7 separate regions of the Mus musculus genome follow, and all the other regions are linked to region 5. The links are chromatin contacts, called in public Hi-C, HiChIP or PLAC-seq, Micro-C and promoter capture Hi-C maps. All regions are on one chromosome and are shown on one strand. The core of a region is the stretch at or near the end of the contact, and the rest is flanking DNA. Distances in the headings are between cores, read along the strand shown.

What was found. Promoter capture Hi-C pulls out the DNA fragments that hold promoters and counts their contacts. A called contact is a pair of places that touch in the nucleus more often than the background predicts. HiChIP or PLAC-seq counts read pairs in DNA pulled down with a chosen protein or histone mark.
Region 1: a promoter capture Hi-C map of hippocampal neurons shows a contact between it and region 5, with 12 times the contacts expected there. The contact joins the enhancer-like site here to the promoter of Igfbp5 in region 5. A contact is called at or near these places in 14 of 39 promoter capture datasets (the 3T3-L1 cell line, cranial neural crest, embryonic stem cells and 6 more), 1 of 484 Hi-C or Micro-C datasets (cortical neurons), 11 of 115 datasets of contacts at active chromatin or transcription factors (craniofacial prominence, embryonic forebrain, embryonic limb bud and 6 more) and 1 of 9 other capture datasets (embryonic stem cells).
Region 2: a contact with region 5 is called in an H3K4me3 HiChIP or PLAC-seq map of craniofacial prominence, with 6 times the contacts expected there. The contact joins the enhancer-like site here to the promoter of Igfbp5 in region 5. A contact is called at or near these places in 17 of 39 promoter capture datasets (the 3T3-L1 cell line, the C10 cell line, the HPC-7 cell line and 7 more), 31 of 484 Hi-C or Micro-C datasets (the CH12 cell line, the HPC-7 cell line, the N1E-115 cell line and 16 more), 10 of 115 datasets of contacts at active chromatin or transcription factors (cardiomyocytes, craniofacial prominence, embryonic forebrain and 7 more) and 4 of 9 other capture datasets (adipose tissue, embryonic stem cells, liver and 1 more).
Region 3: a contact with region 5 is called in a Hi-C map of the N1E-115 cell line, with 6 times the contacts expected there. The contact joins the promoter of Marchf4 here to the promoter of Igfbp5 in region 5. A contact is called at or near these places in 1 of 39 promoter capture datasets (erythroid cells) and 1 of 484 Hi-C or Micro-C datasets (the N1E-115 cell line).
Region 4: a Hi-C map of the N1E-115 cell line shows a contact between it and region 5, with 5 times the contacts expected there. The contact joins the enhancer-like site here to the promoter of Igfbp5 in region 5. A contact is called at or near these places in 9 of 39 promoter capture datasets (3T3-L1-derived adipocytes, cranial neural crest, embryonic stem cells and 4 more), 1 of 484 Hi-C or Micro-C datasets (the N1E-115 cell line), 12 of 115 datasets of contacts at active chromatin or transcription factors (VIP interneurons, cardiomyocytes, craniofacial prominence and 9 more) and 3 of 9 other capture datasets (embryonic stem cells, liver and pancreatic islet).
Region 6: a contact with region 5 is called in a Micro-C map of embryonic stem cells, with 2.7 times the contacts expected there. The contact joins the promoter of Smarcal1 here to the promoter of Igfbp5 in region 5. A contact is called at or near these places in 4 of 39 promoter capture datasets (the C10 cell line, liver and pre-B cells), 4 of 484 Hi-C or Micro-C datasets (the G1E-ER4 cell line, embryonic stem cells, hematopoietic stem and progenitor cells and 1 more) and 1 of 115 datasets of contacts at active chromatin or transcription factors (large pre-B cells).
Region 7: a promoter capture Hi-C map of hippocampal neurons shows a contact between it and region 5, with 15 times the contacts expected there. The contact joins the enhancer-like site here to the promoter of Igfbp5 in region 5. A contact is called at or near these places in 10 of 39 promoter capture datasets (the 3T3-L1 cell line, the HPC-7 cell line, HPC-7-derived erythroid cells and 6 more), 1 of 15 datasets of contacts at CTCF or cohesin (pro-B cells), 8 of 484 Hi-C or Micro-C datasets (the G1E-ER4 cell line, the N1E-115 cell line, cortical neurons and 5 more), 17 of 115 datasets of contacts at active chromatin or transcription factors (SST interneurons, VIP interneurons, craniofacial prominence and 11 more) and 4 of 9 other capture datasets (adipose tissue, embryonic stem cells, liver and 1 more).

The regions. Positions count from the first base shown.
Region 1 is chr1:73,311,790-73,314,489 of GRCm38.p6, forward strand. No RefSeq gene overlaps it. Among named protein-coding and RNA genes, the nearest start is that of Gm31344, 51 kb to the right of the region's middle. Within about 2 kb of position 1,337, at least 11 of the 459 cell types and tissues checked have an H3K27ac peak or open chromatin away from gene starts, as enhancers often do. A contact at or near this core is called in hippocampal neurons, where this site is marked.
Region 2 is chr1:73,250,694-73,253,393 of GRCm38.p6, forward strand. All of the region lies in intron 1 of Gm29185 (a long non-coding RNA gene), which reads left to right. Among named protein-coding and RNA genes, the nearest start is that of Gm31197, 110 kb to the left of the region's middle. Within about 2 kb of position 1,353, at least 30 of the 459 cell types and tissues checked have an H3K27ac peak or open chromatin away from gene starts, as enhancers often do. A contact at or near this core is called in the N1E-115 cell line, craniofacial prominence, embryonic limb bud and 3 more, where this site is marked.
Region 3 is chr1:72,535,838-72,538,537 of GRCm38.p6, forward strand. Marchf4 (membrane associated ring-CH-type finger 4) reads right to left here and starts at 1,322. Exons shown (of 4, transcript NM_001045533.2): 1 at 1-1,322. It also overlaps a transcript of Smarcal1 not described here.
Region 4 is chr1:73,347,298-73,349,997 of GRCm38.p6, forward strand. No RefSeq gene overlaps it. Among named protein-coding and RNA genes, the nearest start is that of Gm31344, 15 kb to the right of the region's middle. Within about 2 kb of position 1,439, at least 2 of the 459 cell types and tissues checked have an H3K27ac peak or open chromatin away from gene starts, as enhancers often do. A contact at or near this core is called in the N1E-115 cell line, where this site is marked.
Region 5 is chr1:72,873,529-72,876,228 of GRCm38.p6, forward strand. It overlaps Igfbp5 (insulin-like growth factor binding protein 5), which reads right to left and starts at 1,337. Exons shown (of 4, transcript NM_010518.2): 1 at 278-1,337. The coding sequence starts at 611.
Region 6 is chr1:72,581,888-72,584,587 of GRCm38.p6, forward strand. It overlaps Smarcal1 (SWI/SNF related matrix associated, actin dependent regulator of chromatin, subfamily a-like 1), which reads left to right and starts at 1,364. Exons shown (of 17, transcript NM_018817.2): 1 at 1,364-1,551.
Region 7 is chr1:73,226,115-73,228,814 of GRCm38.p6, forward strand. All of the region lies in intron 1 of Gm29185 (a long non-coding RNA gene), which reads left to right. Among named protein-coding and RNA genes, the nearest start is that of Gm31197, 87 kb to the left of the region's middle. Within about 2 kb of position 1,322, at least 1 of the 459 cell types and tissues checked has an H3K27ac peak or open chromatin away from gene starts, as enhancers often do. A contact at or near this core is called in hippocampal neurons, where this site is marked.

The sequences.
Region 1 (2,700 bases), core at 87-2,586, 440 kb after region 5:
GAATCAAAGATTCCTTTCTGAAGAGATGGTAATTTTAAGGTAAAATGTGGTCTGAGTTCCTGAATTCCCACTTGCTTTTCACTCTTGAGTCTGCGTGTGTCTGTGAACCCTGAAGAAGATGTAATGCCGCTGACTGGGGAATGTGGCAACTTGGCTTCCAGTAAATTGAGGATCATGAGGAAAGAGAGTAGCAAACATACGTCCAATAGAATAACCTAGCCGTGTGGAAAAGTTATTCAGAATTATCTCAGGTACATGTTCTAGGCATCAGGAAAGGGCTGTTCTGTGCTTTGATGTATTTTGACAAATATAAGAACCCTAGTTAGAGCAGACTTTTATATACATAATGAATAGCTTTTTAGAATTAAAAACAAAGCTTAGGCAATATTTTGGACCTTCTAATACTTCAAAATTTATTCTTTGTATCATCTGAAATTTAAACATAGTTGGTTAATATGCCAACAGTTTACAGGTGAGAATATCTCACCTCTACAATATCACCAGACATCCCCTGAGAGATGAAGCCACCTACCACAGAGAATCAACTATCTAAACAAATAAAAATTTACATAAAACTGGAAGGATTCAGAAAAACCATGTGGAACTGTTTGAAAAAAAAATCTTGCACTGGTGGCTGTTGCTACTTACCTGCAAAGATATCAAGGCCAATGGATGGCTTTGGACTGCAGGGACAACAGTGGGGGTCTTGGGGTGTGGGGGTGGCTGGGCTGTGTGCATCACTGTTGGAAGGAGGCAGGGTTTGACAAAGACCATCTTCTCAGAATAGTCCTGCCCAGCCCTGTCCTTTCAGGCCTCAGAGCCTCTGGCAAAGCAACAGGACCAGGCATGATCTCCCATCCCCCACTCACCCTCTAATTTACTTTAATTATCCTCTCCCCCCAACCCCCTTAGTCTTCAGGCTTTTCTTGGGCGCAAGCGACTCTCTCAGACAGTCAGGAGACAATTGTCTGGCAAAGGAAGGCTGTGCGGTCCCTCTGCAGAGGAATTCTCACTTTGAGCATGTTCCTACTGGTAGCAAAAGCCAAACAAACCAGGCTGTGTATGTGTGCATACATGTGAATGTGAGTGTCTTTCTCTCTTTCCTTCTCTCCTTCCATTTCTTCCCAACATCCTCAGCCTCACCACCTCTAGGATCCCATAGCACAGTCAGAGACCATGCCTCCGTCAGTCCTTCTATAATGATTATCAGGGACCCCTTCTCCCCCAAAGGGGAGCTTCCCTCCCTAGAAGGCCAGCTTCCTCTATACAACATCAAATTTGACTCTAGAGTTTCCTCTAAATATAAACCTGGTGTGCACACAGCAGAAATAGCAATCAGATGTGAGTATTGCATGTCTACAAAAACAAAGCCGTGGGCGTTCTCTGGACCTGTATCCATGACAGATCTATATGGAAAGATAATGGGGGATTTTACAGATGGGAGAAAAAGAGAAATGAGCCTTTGAGGTCTCTGACCCAAAATAATATACCAAACAAAGTCCAGCCACAAATCCCTTCACAAAGGAGGGTTTTCTTTCATCCAGCACTGCTGCTGTGTCAAGAGGAGACTCACCCAGAACAGCGAGACCTCACAGAATAGGAGCAGGGTTTAGGTTCTATCATTCAGCAAAAGAAGAGGATTTAGCCATGTGCTATTGGTCATTAACACAGTCTTTAGTGGGAGTAGATGACTGAGCTCCCGTGGCACCTATTAACTGTCCAGAAACAAAGCTGATGCTGTGTACACTTTAAGAATTAACAACGAATAGATAAATGCAGCTAAACATAACTTGTTACCCTAGAATACAAAGACCCAGGTAAAACCATACAGGGGATGGTGAGGAGACCCAGAGAATAGTCAAACTAAACTAAGGAATTGTCCCAGGTCACCCACTGACTTGTTTGTTGGACTGGAGACCTGCCCTCCCACACCTCTTCAGCACGGAGATGGGGCAAGCTCAATTTTTGAGCTGTGTTTTCCAGGCCGCCCACAATGAAGACCATGGGCTTATAATCAGGAAACAGAAGGCACCCACAGAGGCACTGCTGTTGCATAGTCAACCCACGGCAGCCTCAGGCACTTCTCCTATGCCATCTTGCAGAGAAAGGCATCCCATAGGTTTTTTTGTGTGGTGTGTGTGTGTTTCATTGTTTTAAATACCATATATCCTGGGGTTCCCCTTTGAACGTTTTCTTTTTCTAATTGAGCCAAAATGCATAGACAGTAAAGCATTTAGGTCTTAATTACCCAGGGCAGGGTTTGCACAGACGTATATATCAAGGTAACCACCATCCCACAAAGCTGCAGGATGCACTCATCTTCTGGAGAAGGGTCCTTCAGGCCAGTCATGTATTGCATCTGCTTCTGCCCAGACTATTGAGCATCTATTCTGGTGTCTTTTTCTCAATGATGCCACACTGGGGGCTTCATCAGAAATTACCAGCATGACTACTGATCAGGCATCCTCCCCCACATTCCCACAGGACAGCCAGGTATAACAATAACCCTGTTCATATTCTATCTGGATCCACAGAGGTAAAGCTTCAGAGATTTACTTTAGTCTGAATGGCTATCTCTTTTTCACTATGATTCTCCCTCCCTTCTTCCTGCCCCTCCTCTCTCCCTTGTCCCTTTGCCCTCCCTTCCTCCCTCCCTCCCTCCCTCTCCTCCCCTTCTTTTACCTCCCTCACTGTCTCTCT
Region 2 (2,700 bases), core at 103-2,602, 380 kb after region 5:
ATGTTGTGTGGAATGAGTGAACGGGGCTGGAAGGTAGATTCGAGGTTAGAGAACACAGTTATTGTACACTTGGTTTCATAACGCTCTTTTTTTTCTCCACAATTTTCTACATGGATTATCTCATTCATTCTCCTCCTGTGGGCTCTCCAAATGTAATTCGCTCTGGTAGAGAAAAAACAGGAACCCCAATAAAGGCTAACCCACCTCTGAATAACCAGGCTAAGCTAAGGGACCCACATGTGGGAATCCCAAGCACACATTCCCTGGTCCGAAGAGCTCCCAGCCTCTAACCTGTCCACAAGGCTTCCTAGCATGGAGGGTACGTTATCATCAAGAGGGACTTCCCTCCTGCTCCTGGAAAGAAAGCAGGAAATTTGTCTCTTTTCACTGACTTGGGCTCAGACTCAGAATGACAGGTCCTTTTAGGGCAAGTCAGGACAGACCAATTAAAAAAAGAGACATGACCTTATGTAGGGGACTCCCTGTGGGGTTTGAGGTGGTACTGTGAGGGGGTCATGACTTCTCCTGCATCTGAATTCTGATTCAGAATTTATAGTCTTTCTCTAAGTCAAGTGTTCAGAGATTCTTCATGAGTGAAATACCTTCATCTTGTTTAGGCTCCATTTCATTTTATTTATTGAATTTTATTTTTTTGAAGCAGGCTGGCATTGAGAATCAAAGGTGCTGAATACCATTAATGACAGAATGTATGAAGCATTATTTTATTTTATTTTTAGAATAACAAAACAAAACTAGTTATCTCATACACCAATAAGATCTTCAGAAAAAAGTTCAAGACCGAGTTGAGCCATGGCAGCCATGGCAGCCATGGAGAAGCATGGCCGGGCCTTTTCCTCATGAGAGTTTTATTTGGATGAATACATTACTAAAGATAAAATCAGTCTAAAGGCCCAGATTGACCATAGTGCCAATATTTTTTCCCATTTAAGGGAGACGTGAGCATTTGCAGTTACCACCTGGATGTGTCCAGAAGTAGTGAGAAAAAGGCCTCCTTGGAACACAACCTGCATCGTCCCCTTTAAAAAAAATTCTGCTTGTCTGCACGGAGCCCCTCCCTTCTGAAAGTCTCTATATACAAAATCCTGTCTTGAAAGGCCTAAAGAAGATACTAAGGGCTCACAAGTCGAGGACTTGTTGAAGGGCTATTTCCCGAGTTTCTTTTCTGTCCTCCCCACGCCCCTCTTCTCTCCTCCAAGGAGTGCCAGAAGGGGCAAGGTTATTACATTAAAAAATAATTTCTGACGTTCGTTCGGCTCTTGCTTTCGGACTGCCTTGGTTACCGGACTGTGTTTGCTCAGGGAAAATGGGTCACAGATTGCTGAAGGGGCTCCTCACCGTGCGGTGGTTAAGAGCTGTTTGTTTTTCAAATACCTTAATTGTATGGTCTACCAGAAAAGAACAGCACTGAAAATTATACCTCTGCACTAACTGCAACCAGATGGGCAAAAACAACAAGGCGTTTGAAAAAGATAAATGCCCCACAGTCCCCCTGTGGCTGGTTTTATCGCCAGTTAATTTCATAATGGCTTCTTCTGGAGCAAGGCGGTGGGGTAGGGGAGTGGATATTCCCCTGGGGTAGGAGCAGGGCCTCAAAGAAACTCGGGCAGCTTCTAGAGGGAGGGTCCTCCTTGCAGCCCAGCCGATGTGGTGAGAACTGGAATAAACGTGTTGGTTTGGGACTGAGGTGATGGGCGGAGCTGTTGGGAAAATGGAATTAGAAGCCCAAAGGCAGCACATCCATCTCTTTTTCACTTTTCCTGGTGCTTTTCATTTTATATTGCCTTTTGCTAAGAACAGTGCAGAGAGGGAGGGCAGTGTTGATGACGAGAGAAGAGGCAGTGGGAAACACACTATTAAATGATCTGATCGGTCATTGTCATCTCAAAGACACAGACACCAAAGCTGCTACTGAAAGAATGGTCCACGCTGGGCGAGGGTAGCGTGATGCTTCCGTGAACTCAGGGTGAGGCTGACTTCTAGATCTTTGGTGCTTCTCCCAGGACCACAGTGTCCAGGCTCCAGATCAGCTCTGTGGGTATGCTGTAAAACCCAAGCGACCAGCGTGCCAGACGGTCTTCAAACCCACACATTAGTTCTTATTATATGCCACACTTACAGTATAGAGTAAACATAGCGGATTCAGGGACTGTGAAGAAGTGGTGTGGAGAGAAAGTCCTGAAAGAGACGAGGCAAATGAACTCGTTGACCCTCTCTTAGGGAGCAGCTATGGGACCAGGGACTGGTTACAGATCTCAATTTGGAAAGAGTTCTCCTTCTCCTGCTCCATCATCCACTCTGACCCCATTGACACCAGCAAGAGGTCCTTGAAACAGAGGACAAGAAAGTGAAGTAAGGATTCTCCTGGGGTTAAGGAAGATCAGGGAAGTAAAAACAAAATGGTCTGTCAGTTACTAATGCTGCTTCTTTCCTTCTAGAATGATCTCTGTTAAAGCCCCTGGGTCTCTATGCTTCACCTGTTTCAATAGCAACACGTCCCCAGCCACCCCGAATGGACTTGGCCTCCAAAGGTTGTTACTATTCTCTGAAGTCTCCTTTGGCTCTTCAGCTCTCCCTCACCAGAAACATTATCAGACTGTAGACGTTCAAAATCTTCTCTGTTGTATGTCAATTAAGCCTCAATAGAGCTGGTTTTCAAACAAGTTTTAACTTTTTATTACC
Region 3 (2,700 bases), core at 72-2,571, 340 kb before region 5:
TGCTTCGCCTATGCAGCCAAAAGGCTACACAGAAGAGGTGGGATATAGGGCGGTGGACCGGGAAAGGATGGAGGAAAAAGAGATCCTTAACCCTCGGAGGGCTGCTGCCTTCCAGAGCTTAAGGTCCTGAATAGAGGAAGGGTGTGTGTTTGGGGTTGAGAAGGTGACAGAAGGATCTGAGAAAGGAGGTAGCGAAGAGGGGCTTGTGGGAGGGGAGAGTAAAGGGGAATAGTTACATGATCTCAGCCCCCAGCCCACTCCAGCTGCAGTCTGTAAGTCGGAGGCCCCTCCCCTTGGTTCCATCAAAGGTCCCTTCGGGCGAGGTTCGAGAGCTGGAAAATGGGCAGGTCCGGGCTGGAGAGTGGCTTCGCTTTCTCCTCCTCGTCCTCTTCTGGGTCGCTGTCGCCCTCCTCCTCCTGCTCTGGGTCTGCACGCGCCCGGCGCTGCTGCTGTGGCGGCAGAAGCGACTGCTGGTCTGCGTCCTGGTGTCTCCCAGGCGGGGGCTGCTCCAGCTGGTCCTCTGGCTGCTGCCCGCGGTCCAGCGCGGTCGCGACTCCAGGCTTCATGATCCTCCTCCTCTTCCTTCCCGAGGGGCTGGCCCTGAGCCCCCGCACCCGGGCAGTGCTGCCATGCAACCACAGACGAGGCAGGCGTGGGGGTAGGGGCGGTGGGGAAGTGATGGGGAGAATAAAAAATAAAATAATACTAATGGAACAATTCAGTTCTCGGATAATCAGGAAAGAGTGCTTCTGGTGGGTGGGGGTGGAGGAGGGCGGCTGTCAGGTCCTGTCGACAGCTCTGCCCCCGCTCCCCCCACCTTGGGCGGCCTCGGCCCGCTCTTTGCTCCCACCCCCACGCCGCCCCTCCTTCCTCCGGCTGCCTCTGGCTGGCTAGGCTCGCTTGCTGTTGCTACCTCTCCCAGATGCACCGAGGTAAGGCTTGTTTGCGGTGTAAGCTGAAGGTGGGGAGGAGGAATAGAGACGGTGTGGTCGAGATGGTCAGACAGACGGCACTTGGCTCCAGCTTGGTCCTGGAGACTCCCCAGAACCGTATATAAATATATCTCTTAGAAAAGCCGAAAAGGAAACAAATCAGATTCTAGCCTGCTGCCAGGTGTTGTCTTCCGCGGTTGCTCAGCACCCGCCGCCGCGACTGCTGCCCCCCTGGCTCAGTTCCCAAAGGGGTGGTGCTGGAAGGGAGGTGCCGGGCGGTAGGCTGGCGGTCCGAGGACTGGAAACAACCTTCTTAGAGCGGAGAAGGCACCCAGCTACTCCCACCCGAGCGGCCGTGAAGCCGCTGCTGCGTTCAGCACCTGGGTGAGTGGACAGCTCCCACCCAGACCCCGCGCGTCATGCCAGTGGGGGCCTGACGCAGACGCCGCTGAGGGATGGAGGAGGGAAAGAGCGAGAGACTAGGAGAGAGGGAGCCACAGGAGGAGAGAGAACTGTTTGAAGGAAGAGGAAGAAGATAGGGAGGAACCAGGGGAAAGGGAGGTACGAAGAGAAGGAGGGATTTAGGAGAGGAGGGAGGAGGCAGTGAAGAGTAAAGGAGGCAGAATGGGAACTTGGGTGGTGGAGTGATGCGTGTATTCACTCCAATGTCTTTTCCCAGATAGAAAGAATTCGGGTGGACAGCACCATTCGTAAGCTCCCTGTCCACCGTTCGTCCCTCTCACCGCTTCCCTCAGCACGTATACACCCAATACAGTTTCCTTTTAACCAAAATCTATGATGCTCTTCTTTACACGCACTTAAAGTAGATGTCACTTGGTAGCTTTAGAAAGGATAAAGTTTTGTGACTTCCATATTGAAGCTGGCCCCTGGTGGAGATTAAATCTCTCATGACTTTAGAACTCACGAGAAAAGTGCTTCTTAAACCTTGAAGCATTTTTGCCTTCTAGAATTTAAACTGCAACAAGAAAGGAAATGTCCTCTTTCATCTTCTCTCCTCTCTCCTCCCCCTCCCCCTCCCCTCCCCCTCGACCTCCCCCTCCTCCTCTTCCTTCTCTTCCTCTTCCTTCTCCTCTCTCCCTTCTCTCCCTGACCCTGCATTATGTGTTGGATTCATTTTTATTCTCATATGCCTAAGTCAACCTAATATTCCTAGGCTTGAGGTAAAATACATATTTGTTATATAGCCACCATTACCAGTGTCATCTTTACTTCAAGCTGTTACGTTCTTTCGGCTGTGACTCATAAGAATCCAGGGCAATAATATACCCTCATGCTAACTAAAATCCCTAGCCTTCCCCCATCCGAATTTTCCACAGAGCCACCAGCGAGGAGAGATTGGAAGTTGACTTTAATTTCCTCTGCCCTTTCTTCTTATTTGTACCACTCTACCCATCCTTGTCAAGGCATTTCCAATGAACAGAAGAGTATTCCTAAATGCAGAGACCCAGAGAGAAGGAAGCCCAAAACAAGCTGTATCAATACTTGCTGTTTACAACTGCAGACTTGGGCCATTTGTAATTTAGAATCCCACTCCGCCCCACCCCTGCCACTACTGTTAGGGTCACAGACTTAGAAAACACACTGCAATGAGTCATCTACAGAGCTGGGCTAATTATGCTAATGCACTTAGAAATTCTGATGCTGTAGACAGAGTAGAATGTAAAATCACCACACCAAAATATCACTGGCATGAAAGCTCGCTCAGTGAGTCATAAGGAAGCTGCCCTTTTGTTGGTGTCTCCATGGA
Region 4 (2,700 bases), core at 189-2,688, 470 kb after region 5:
TTGCTGCTGTCCTTGCCTCTAGATTCTTCAGTCTCTAAATACCCATGCCAATGACTTACAGGAGCTCTCACGCCTTCTGCTTCAGACTCCAGCCACATCTCTGTCTTCTGGTTTTAAGGCATCCAGATTCTTGGACAGATTACCTCCAGGGCATCCTTGGCTCTCCAGATTGCAGATGATTTAACATCTGAGTCACCCCAATTAATGTCCCCTTACCATTATTTATATCCTCAACACCCTCATCCCTCTGGTGAACCCTAACCAGCACACTTGATTTGCCTACTTGATTTGCACAAAAGTCACTTTTTGATATGTAAGTGCTTTTATACTTATATCCTATAGCTCCTATAGTTTGATTTTGAAGCATGTTGTGTTGATTTGGTGGACAGAAATCTTTAGCCATTATTCTTAATTGTGAATTCTGTCTTTTGCACAATTTTAAAAGTTATCTTCTCACTTGATCTTAGACAAAAGGCTGAGAAGCAATGCAGATGGCCCTGCTTGCCACACTGAACCTGCAGTTATGAATTCTTTGTCTGGCATCTCATTCTCTACACTTACTTTCTAAGCACTTCTATTTACTGTCTCTTCCCTGCATTTCTCTTCTCTGATCATTTTGTTTTGGAGTTGGTTTTTTTTTTCCCGGGTTGAAAAAAAATCTTAATGGTTGAATTATGGCCATTTACATTTATTGATATGATTGACATATTCTGTTCACTTTGCTTTATTTCTAGTTTATTTAAAAGTACAACACAGGCCTTAGGGAATGCATTGCATAAGGTTTTATTCTTCCAAGCAAGTCTCCTATTTTATCCTATGTCACAAACCAAGACACTTGAAAGTTCACCATTGTTACGTTGCACTATTAATCTTCTTTTTCAGATAAATTTCATCTTGTAACCACATGTCTCATTAGGGCTCATGGACTTCTTCACAAGGTTTCTTGAGCTCTTCTGTGTTTAAAGTTATTTCTCTATGGCTTCAATATTTAAAGGATTCTTTGGCTTACCTTTGAAATCTAATAGTTTTGATAGGATAATTTTTATTCTCCTGGTTACTTTCCTGTGCTGATGTAATAGCTTTATTATGCTATCATTCAGATTTGGTCTCCCTCTGGCACCTTGTAATTTAGTCTGTTTTCTATATGACTTTCCTCTTTGTCTTCTGCCTTTCCTCTCTTTTCATGTCTTGGGTGCTTTGTGTTTGTGTGTGTGTTACATTTCAGACTCAGTGTGGGGTGTTACAAAAGTGTGCGCTGTGCAGAGCTCTTCTGCTCAGGTTGGAGTATCAGCTTGCAGTTTTCTTCAGCCTCATCATTATTTGGTTCCAGACCAACTTTCATCAGCCGCCCATGCTCCGACACTCATTCTGCTTTCTCGTGATAAGAATTTGTACGTACAAAGCTGGTTTGTGTCTCTACAGTTCTGTGCTGGGGCAGGTGGCTTGGAAGATTTATCAGATACATTAGAGAACACTCTCATCTGTCAGTGTAATAAAATATGGTTTTTATCCTGAACGATTTTGTTGGGGGTGGGAGTGGGGCTCAGGGGTAGAGAGTGAAATTGTCTATAGGTTTCTATATTAGAATTTATTTTGAAATTTATTTATTTTTAAATTATAAATTACTTGTGCTATTTTGTATATAATTATAGTAATTTATCAAATGCCACACCATAATTTATTTCATTAATGACTCAGTTTTCTTTTGCCTGCAAGAATCTCAAGTTTTCCCCTTCCTTGTCAGTCTTCCCTCTGAAGCATTACCCTCCCAAGACTGCCTGGCTCCTTCCACCTTATCCACTTAAGTCTCCTCCCTGTCTGAAGTCAGTGCTTTGAACTAGCAGCACACCCTCCACACATTCCAGTTCACTAGTAAAGTAGATTCTTTTCTTGCTCCTTCTCCTTCTCCTCCTCCTCCTCCTCCTCCTCCTCCATGTCCCCCCCCCCCTCCTCCTCCTCCTTCTCTTCCCTCTTCTCCCCCTCCTCTTTCTCCTCCCCTTCTCCTTCTTCTTGCTTGAATTTTAGGGGGGAACACTAGCTTTTATTCTATTCATACCATTATCCCCCCAGAATTCCTCATCTTCTATAAAAACTTGCAAGTATGATTTAGAGATATCTAACTAAAACTTAGTGCTTATGTCTTCATATATAAGAATTCTATTGAATAGATTTTTACGTTAATTCTAAGTTTGCCATTTAGTTATGGTGTCATATAGATTCTTACATTAGTTATGGTTTTTCTTGAATATGTTTTTAGGTTCATCGGGAATTTGGGGTTAGTGAATCAGTCGCTAGCTGCTCACCTATTAAGCCTGTTTAAGGTGTACTTGTTCTTTTACCCGGGTGTTCATTTCCAGAGCTCATCATGGACATTGCTACAAGTAAAGGAGGATTTTCCTTTCATTAAGCCTGCTAGGAGACAGGTGTGATTTTAGTCTTTTGAATTTTGACATGCGCTGAAACTGTCAAATAACAAGTTAAATAACAAGTGAGAAAATGTTTTTCTCCCCAACCCCCAAGAAAGATGGTTGTCTGAAATAAAAGCAAAATATTATTATCCTCATAAAATAAAACTCAAGGACCAAAAATAAGCATACAGTTTATAAGTCTTTTGTAATTACGAACTTTATGGTGGAGATATGGCAGTTAAAGTCTGATTTGCATTGCAAAGGTGGCCTCGTGTCAAGAGTGCTTGGACTT
Region 5 (2,700 bases), core at 87-2,586:
CACGAGTTAGGAGTGGGGGAGGGTCGGGTTGGGGTGGAGATGAAGTGTAAACTGGTAGAGACGGTTAGACAGCCGCCTAGGATAGCTTGCTCTGCCAGGGATTCAAGTGTGAGGTGCAAGGACCCACCCCATCTACTCTCAGGAGCTACTAGGGTCTAAGCCACTTGCTGCGCGCGCAAAGCGCGCGGGTTCCCAATCGGTCCCCGGTCCCCACCCATCCAAGGTGCCTCCCTCCCCAGCTCCTGTGCCGTGCAACTGAAACCCCAGTAGCGCTCACCTATCTTGGTTTGCTCGCCGTAGCTCTTTTCGTTGAGGCAAACCCCGCGGCCGTGCAGCAGGGCGTGCAGCGGCTTCTCCTCATCCTGCCGGGGGAGGCAGCGCAAACCCTGGGCGCAGCGCTCCGTGTAGACGCCACACGACTGTCCCTCCGCCAGGGCGCAAGTCATGCAGCAGCCACAGCCGGGCTCTTTGACCAGCTCACAGCCCAGAGGGCTGGGGGGACACATGGACAGAGCTTTCTCGTCGCAGGGTTCACAGTGCACGAAAGAACCCAGGCCTTGAGCCGGTACGGCATAGGCGGCCAGCAGCAGGAGGACCACGCTGATCACCATTTTCTCGGAGTCTGGCTTTACCTCGGGGCGGGGCAGGAGAGCGAGAGTGTGTGGAGAAAGAGGGAGCCTGGAGATTTTTTTCCTTTTAAATCTCTTGCAGGTAGAGCAGGTGCTCTCCCCCAAACACTTGCAAAATATGAGGCAAGGAGGATTCAGATGCCTGCACGCAAGTCCCAATTGCGAGGATTAAAGACTTGCAACAGGTTGGGGGTGAAAAAAAGAGGCGCGCCAGGTGCACGCAGAGCGAGCGGAGACCGTAGAAACCCCCAGGCGGGATCGGGTCAGAATTGGGGGTGGTGGTGGAGAGAACCACAGAATTGCTCACTCCAAAGCAACAGAAATAATTAGCTTGGAGGCCTTGAAAAGGGAGGAGGTGAAGAAAAAAATGGATTGGGCTTAATTTTCCCCCCTTTGCTTAAAATCTAAAACGCAACCCCACTCCGCTCGGTCTCAGCGGCCAGCTGCGCTGCTGCCGCAGAACAGGTAAGAGGCGTCGGCGGCTGACAACAAGATCGGGAAAATGTTGAAATCGAGGGGGGAAAAAGGGCAAAAACCCAGACCTCACCAAACCTGGACCCCAACACCTGCTCTGTCACCACCTCTTCGAAACCCGCAGGTTCTGCGTGAAGTCCGGAGAAGGGTGCAGACCGAGGGGGGGGGTAACAAAAAGGAACAAAAAGGGGGAAAAAAGCCCAAACAGCTTTGCAGCTCTTTCCTAGCTCTTTTAGAAGTTTCCAAAGAGACTGCGGGCTCTGGTCGAGCAGGCGCTTTTAAATAGACGGCCCCTGGCTGCCAGCCAGTTGTAGCTGCAATTTGAGCTCCCCAACACCCAACCCATGCAAGGATGCCAAGGAGCTTTGCAGCGCAAACTCACACGGGGTGGGGGTGGGGAAGAGAGGCCTTCTAGACACGGGGGCTCCCCTTCGCTCCCTACACAGAGCCCTCCTCCTCACGGAATGTACGGAAAGGGCTTTGGGGGGGGGGCGAAGACAGGCGAGCTACAGAGGAGAGTAGGGAGAAGGTGGAGGGAGGAGTGGATGGCAGTACTCTTCAGAAGCTGGGTGAATACAATGGAGCGAGTCTGTTTTCCGACAACTAGCCCGGACACTGGCTGTTAGGAGTCACATTTTCTTATTAGCCGTGTATACCCTGCCCAAGAAGTCCTTTCCAACTTTAGAAAAAAAAGTGTCTAAGAGACCACTGAAGGTTTGTCTGTCTGTGTGTTTGTGTTTGGAGGACAAGTAGTGTACAGTAGCTGGTGAGGGGCATTGAGATAAATTTAAAGAGAAAAGGAGTGCGGGCGCGTGTGTAGACCCCTCCCCCATTAAAAGGGGCAGAGGGATTATGGCAAGGGCTTGTCATTATTGTTCTGGTGGGGTACTGATTTTAGTTAAAGCCAGTGGTCATTTTCCTTCACCTATATAGATGACCAGGGAATCTCTCTCTCTCTCTCTCTCTCTCTCTCTCTCTCTCTCTCTCTCTCTCTCTCTCTGAGTGTGAGCGTGCTATGTGCACTTTCAAGAAGGGATAACGCCCTCCACCCCACCCCCCTCCCCAGCTTTGTTGGGAGTAGTGACTGAGACCCTGGAGGAAATGCTGTGGGTTGTCAGTTTTATCTGGTGTCCTCATGGACACCTTAAATGTCCTTTTAAATGGAAGGAAGGTAGGATAAAGTGATAACCTTCTTGGGTTGACAATGAGGCATTTCTGTGGGGTAGGCAGATCCTGGAGTGAGCAGGTACCTCGCTGCAGGAGACCTTGTTTAAGGGTTAATATGTACCAAGGTAGCATCCTGGAGCCTGCACGTGAGAAATCCTCACCATGCCACAGGAAGCCCCAGATCGCTAGTCAGCACTAGGGACCATTCTTCCCTTAGGAAAATGAAAGAAAACCTAATTTTTGAAAGAAGGAATATGATGGCTTTAGCTTTTTTTGTTTGTTTTAAAAATTAATTTGACATGATAGGTGGTCTGTAGACTGCCCACCACAGGTAAGAAAAGACATGATCAAGTGATGGTCTCTGGGGAGTTCTTGGGGGCAGGGCTTTTGCCCTTTCTCCAACTCTCTTCTTCCCTTGCTCTGTTCTTTT
Region 6 (2,700 bases), core at 114-2,613, 290 kb before region 5:
TTTATATAGGATTTCTAGAGGGTGGGTGGGATTTCCAGAGTGGCCTGGGACTCAAGGATTGGTGGGATTTTTTTTTCCTTGTAGGGTGGGGCTTGAACCCTCTCCAGCTACACTGGTACAACCACTAGTGACATCTGCAGGGCAGAGCCTGGCCACTTGTGTGCCTTGAGGGTTTATAACCTTTACAAAGTATACTTTTACAAGAGTTCAGGCACTGAAAGCCTTCCCCTGCCCCTTGAGTTGGCATGAATAGCCAACACTAGCAACATTCCTCTTCCTCCTGTTGTGGGCTGCTATTTTGATAGCTCCTGTGTTCATGATATCTTACTGCAGTCCACCTCATCGTCTCTTCTTATTAAAAAACACATCACATTTCCCTAAATGTCTGGTCATTTCCCCAATTAACTCTGTATTCAGAGATCTATCTCTTTGCAATGAGCTCTGTTTGAAAACAGAATCGTTTCAACCTTTCCGTGTACGCTGATGATAGAAGAATATTATATTCAACCATTGGAGGACAGAAAGAATGCTGTGCTCAGAAATGGAGTCAAGTAACCTTGATAGTATCTGATAGATGGGAGGGCTTTGGAATCAGAATAACAAAGTAGCTAAATACAGCCTGGAGAAAATTGTGGACCAGTCCTAGTTCCGTTTTCTCATTTATAAAATGAGGATAATGGAGCTGGGTGTGTGGTGCACAACTTTAATCGCACTCCAGAGAAGGATCTCTGTCAGTTTTAGGCCAATGATACATGTTAAGATCCTGCCTTTTGAGGAAAAAAAAAAAAAGATATAATAATAATCTTATGATGGTGCAAGTCTGTAGGAGGTGGAGGCAGGAAAGACATCCTCTGGTACAGGGTGAGTTCTTAGACAAGTCTGGGTTACATGAGTTACTGTCTATGTTTCATAGGTTGTAGTTCGGATTAACTTAAGTTCCTATTAATGATCAGCACGCTGACTGATGGAGGCTCTAAAAATTTCAATTCCTCTTTGGTCTAGGAAAGCAGATACTCAGCAGCGGCTGGGGCTTATAAGGACGGCACTATTAGAAACGGGTGTGCCAGGAAAATCTTTATTAAGTATCAAATCAATCTGGCTGTCTGACATGTCTGGAGACACCCCTGACACTGAACGCTCAGCCTTCCTTACGCCTGATTAAATGTTTGGAGAAACTGAGAGCTACAACTCCCAGGGTGCACCACACCTTGACCCGCCCACAACGTTACGCCTCTCAAATTCACCAACCTCCAATGGGCAGGCTTTCCGATTCAAACTACAAACCCCAGAAGGCCCTACACCAAGTGTACTATCACCCACAATTTATGACCGGGATCTGCGGCCGTACTGGCTGTTGGGAAATGTAGTTCGACGGTGGCCGAGCCATTCAAATGCCAATGGCCCGCTCCAAGATGGGTGAAATTGTAGCGCTTGAATTCTAGTTCCTCTAACAGTCCAACCAGAAGCGAAAACTGCCTAGGCAAGGCTCTGAAAGACGCTCCTGGTCTAGGGCTGTTCTGCTAAGGTGCCTCACCTTACTGGCCTCGCTAGGTAAGAAAGTGGGCTGCGAAGGAGGTAGCAGCATTGGAGACGGACGAGACCAAATACGGCAAGAGGAGGGAGCAGTGGGGACGGGAAGATCCAAGTGGAAATGCTAGAGGCAAAGTGGGGCGGGGCGTCCCCTTTTCTCAGGCACCCAGGATGTGCACAGGAAGGGAAGGGAAGCCCAGGTCTCAGCAAAGAGGAATGTCTATGTGGTGGTGTGCATTTGTGGTTTATGGTTTATTAGTTGGACCTCTCATTCCGTGGTCTCATCTCCCCAACTGGGTCAGTCAGCATACTAGGCCTTGGTAGGTATAACCCTAGTTGAATACAAGGCTGAGAGTTTTCATTGCTGCTGGCTGGCAGGCTTGAGTGTAACATCTGTGAGAGGAGATGTTTTGGGGTGCTTTGTCTAAAGGGAGTCTTAGCAAGGATTAAAATGTAAACCCTCTGAAGTCAAGAGTCTAGAGCTTTCTTTGACGGCTGGCGGTGCTACTGGAGTATTTCCTATGTTACAATCATTATAATATAAAAGTAACTTTTATCCTGTTGTAGTTGTCTGGGAGGCTCACTGCCTCCATCTGCTAACCTAGGCCTAGTCCTGGAAGCTTCTAGCCTCCTTATATTCTGATCTGGGCCTTGAATGTTTTCAGCCCCTTGAGACTTGCTGCTGAATAAACTCACCCTTTCGTGTTTTTTCTGAACTCTAGCTGGCTGGTTCAACTCAGCTGTTCTGGCTCAGACTTCTTTCCCCAGCTGACTGATTCAGTCTGGCTTTTCTCTCCGCCTCTGAATTGCTCTGTTTGGTCTCAAACTCTAGGAATCTGGTTCTAATCTTCTGGCTCCTTCTCATTCTCTTGCTCATTCTATCTTTACCTGTGTCTGACCTGTTCTTTCTTCAGCCTGTCTCTGTAAAGCTCTCCCGGTAAAACTGCCTCCGCCTCCCTCTCTGCTGCTCTACTCTTTCTCTCAACTCTACCGTATCCTGTGCTGTACTCTCTCCTCCTGCACTGTCTGTCTCTCCCTTAAGTGGCTTCCCGTTCCTCATGAGAGTTGGGCATATCCTATTCTGTCAAATCTTTCTGATTCTCGTCACTTTGTCTGCCACTCAATTAGACATCGTTTTCAACATGGGTGCTTTCTCCTACAAACTAACTT
Region 7 (2,700 bases), core at 72-2,571, 350 kb after region 5:
GTTCGTAGGCCCTGGTGATGACAGTGTCCACTGATAGAGGTAGCATGGAAGGACAGGTATCTGCATTGATATCATAGAATCCACATTTACTTCATGCCATTGTTGCAAGCAACACAATAGTTCTAGAACAGGGATGAACTTTTGTTGTGTGGTGATGAATAAAGACTAGCTCTTGCCCTGAAGACAACATCTCCACAATAGGCCTGGGGTTTAGATTTCTTTACACTGGGTTATAATTTACTTTCTTATTGTAATTTTATTTTTTTCCAGAGAATTTTATACATGTATACAATCAAATAGAATCATAAGCCCCCCTCAGTTTCAACCTCCAGTTTCACCCCTGTATTCTCCCCATCATGTCCCTCCATTCCCAATTTCATATCATTTTATTGTTGTTGTTTTGATAATCCATCAAGCCCAGTTAATGTTGCTAAAGGTGTCTGGGTGTAGGACCATCTACTAGACCATGGGAAATTCAATGCTTTTTTGCAGTCCTAGAGTCATGGAATGTTCACTCAAATCAATTTTAGGATATTTTCTGTTCCCTGAAAGGGAATCTTGTGTCAATCAGTGGTCATCTTCCAAACCTCCCTGACCTGCAACGTAGTTATCATTAACCTATGGACTTATGGCTTATCTCTTAGGAACCTTTTGTATAGTTGCAGCCAGACAATCTGTGGTCTCCTGTGGATGGTTTTCTCAGCATTTCTTCAAGCTTCCTGTTCCATTCCTGTTGCACTATGTATTGGAATGCCATCCTTTTATATGGCAAGTCACGTGACATGCTCAGCTCTATCATTCATTTGTTAACCAACACCTTAAAATATTGGATTGTGGTTGCCACAAATTCAGTAAGTAGGTCCTTGTTTTTCTTTGGGTTTGGAGAACAATTCTGTCAACTTCCTCTGTCTTAAGGAACCGATGCCCAGGGTTAATTTGAAAGTGGAAAAGGGGCAAGATATTATATTTTAATTTTAACTATCTATAAGTGTTTGTGTGTGTGTGTGTGTGTGTGTGTGTGTGTGTGTGTGTACACTGATGAGACTGGATTCTACTCATTATTCCTCTGCTTTGTGTACCAGAGTTACCTGCAAATAGGTTCCTGCTCACCCTCAGGGATTTTTATTGCGTAGGTCTAGGGTAGGGACCAAGGCCTTGAATTTCTGTCAAAAGCTGCTGAAGATGCCTGTGTATGGAGCACGCTTTGCACCATATTCAGTTTCATAATCTGAAAAATAACACGGCTGGGTGATGTCTGCTCTCTGCCAGATGCCTCTTGTACCCTCGTAATGAACAGTAGACGCTTCCACCTTCTGTCATAACAAGCAGAAGCGCTGTTTATGGGATGCTGCTCCATGCCAGGCCCTGTGCAAATTGCTTTACCGGCACAGAGTGGTTGTGTAACAGGCTGACGGGAACAGTTGTCGGGGTCATAACTGGGGCTCCACAGATTATTGCCTCCTACACTATAAGAGGTGATTTCAGTTCCCAATACATAATGCTTGGTAACAACAGTTATGTTCAGCTTTGGGGATTTTAACTGGGGTCTTCCTTCTATGTGCTGCGTATCGAGGTTTATGCTCTAGAGGGGATGATACAAAAAATAGAGCGGAACCATCTCTCTGAATTATACATTTCTCTACTGCTCTCTTTTATGGGCATTTTATCTGCTGTTTGCAATTTCCTTACACATTCCTTGAGGTCTGGGGTAGGATCACTTACTTTGTCATCTTTGTGCTGTCTACTGTCATACCCAGCATATGCCACCCAATTTTAAAAATCAAATTTTCTTTTTCAGAGAAGATTTAGATTCTGAACAAAATTGGATGAAAAGTACTCACAGGTACCTCCTGCCCCACAGAAGGGCAGACTCTTCCACCTTCAACCTTCTTTGCCAGAGTGGCACATTTGTGGCTACCACCTCCTTATCCTGTTAAGTCCATGATTTTAGTAGACCTCACTTTCAGTGCATATTCCATGGTCTCTCGGTTGCATCCTGTATTATTTCTGTGATGCCCCTTTTCAGAATTTCCTATAATTGGGATAATAAACAGTGGATTCATTTCACACAAGCTTCTTTCGGTATTCATACACACTTACATTTCTTCCATGTCTTTTCAAATGTCTTATGAGCTTTTCTGTGTATATGTGTGTGTGTTCATGCATGCTGAGTAATACTTTGTTGTCTGAGTTTACCACATTGTGTTCATTTCCTGCAGGCTAAGATGGCTGCTTTCAAGTTTTGCCAATAATCAACAGAGTTTTATTGTATGTTTTGGGAAGACTTGAGTTTTTAATTCACTGCATAAGCACCAAGAAGCACAATTAATGGAACAGATAATTAGGGTTTATTAGTTTATTCAAGAAACTGTCAAACTGTTGTCTAAAGTATCTGTTCTGTTTTGTACTCCCAGTATTGGTGAGTAGTCTTTCTGCTCTTTGCCCTAGACTGTCCTTGCCATTGTCAGTGTTTGGGGTTTGGCCATTCTGATAGATGTGTAGGAGCATTCACTATTGTTTTATTAAATTACCCAATGACATATGATAGTGAGCATCTTTCCCCATGTTTATTTCCATCTTGATTTCTCCTTTGATGAGTTGTTTGTTCAGATTATTTTGTCATCTTAATTGGATTGTTTGCATTCTTATTGTTCAACCTGGACAACACCCTTTTATCTGATGATCTTTTGCAAGTACTTT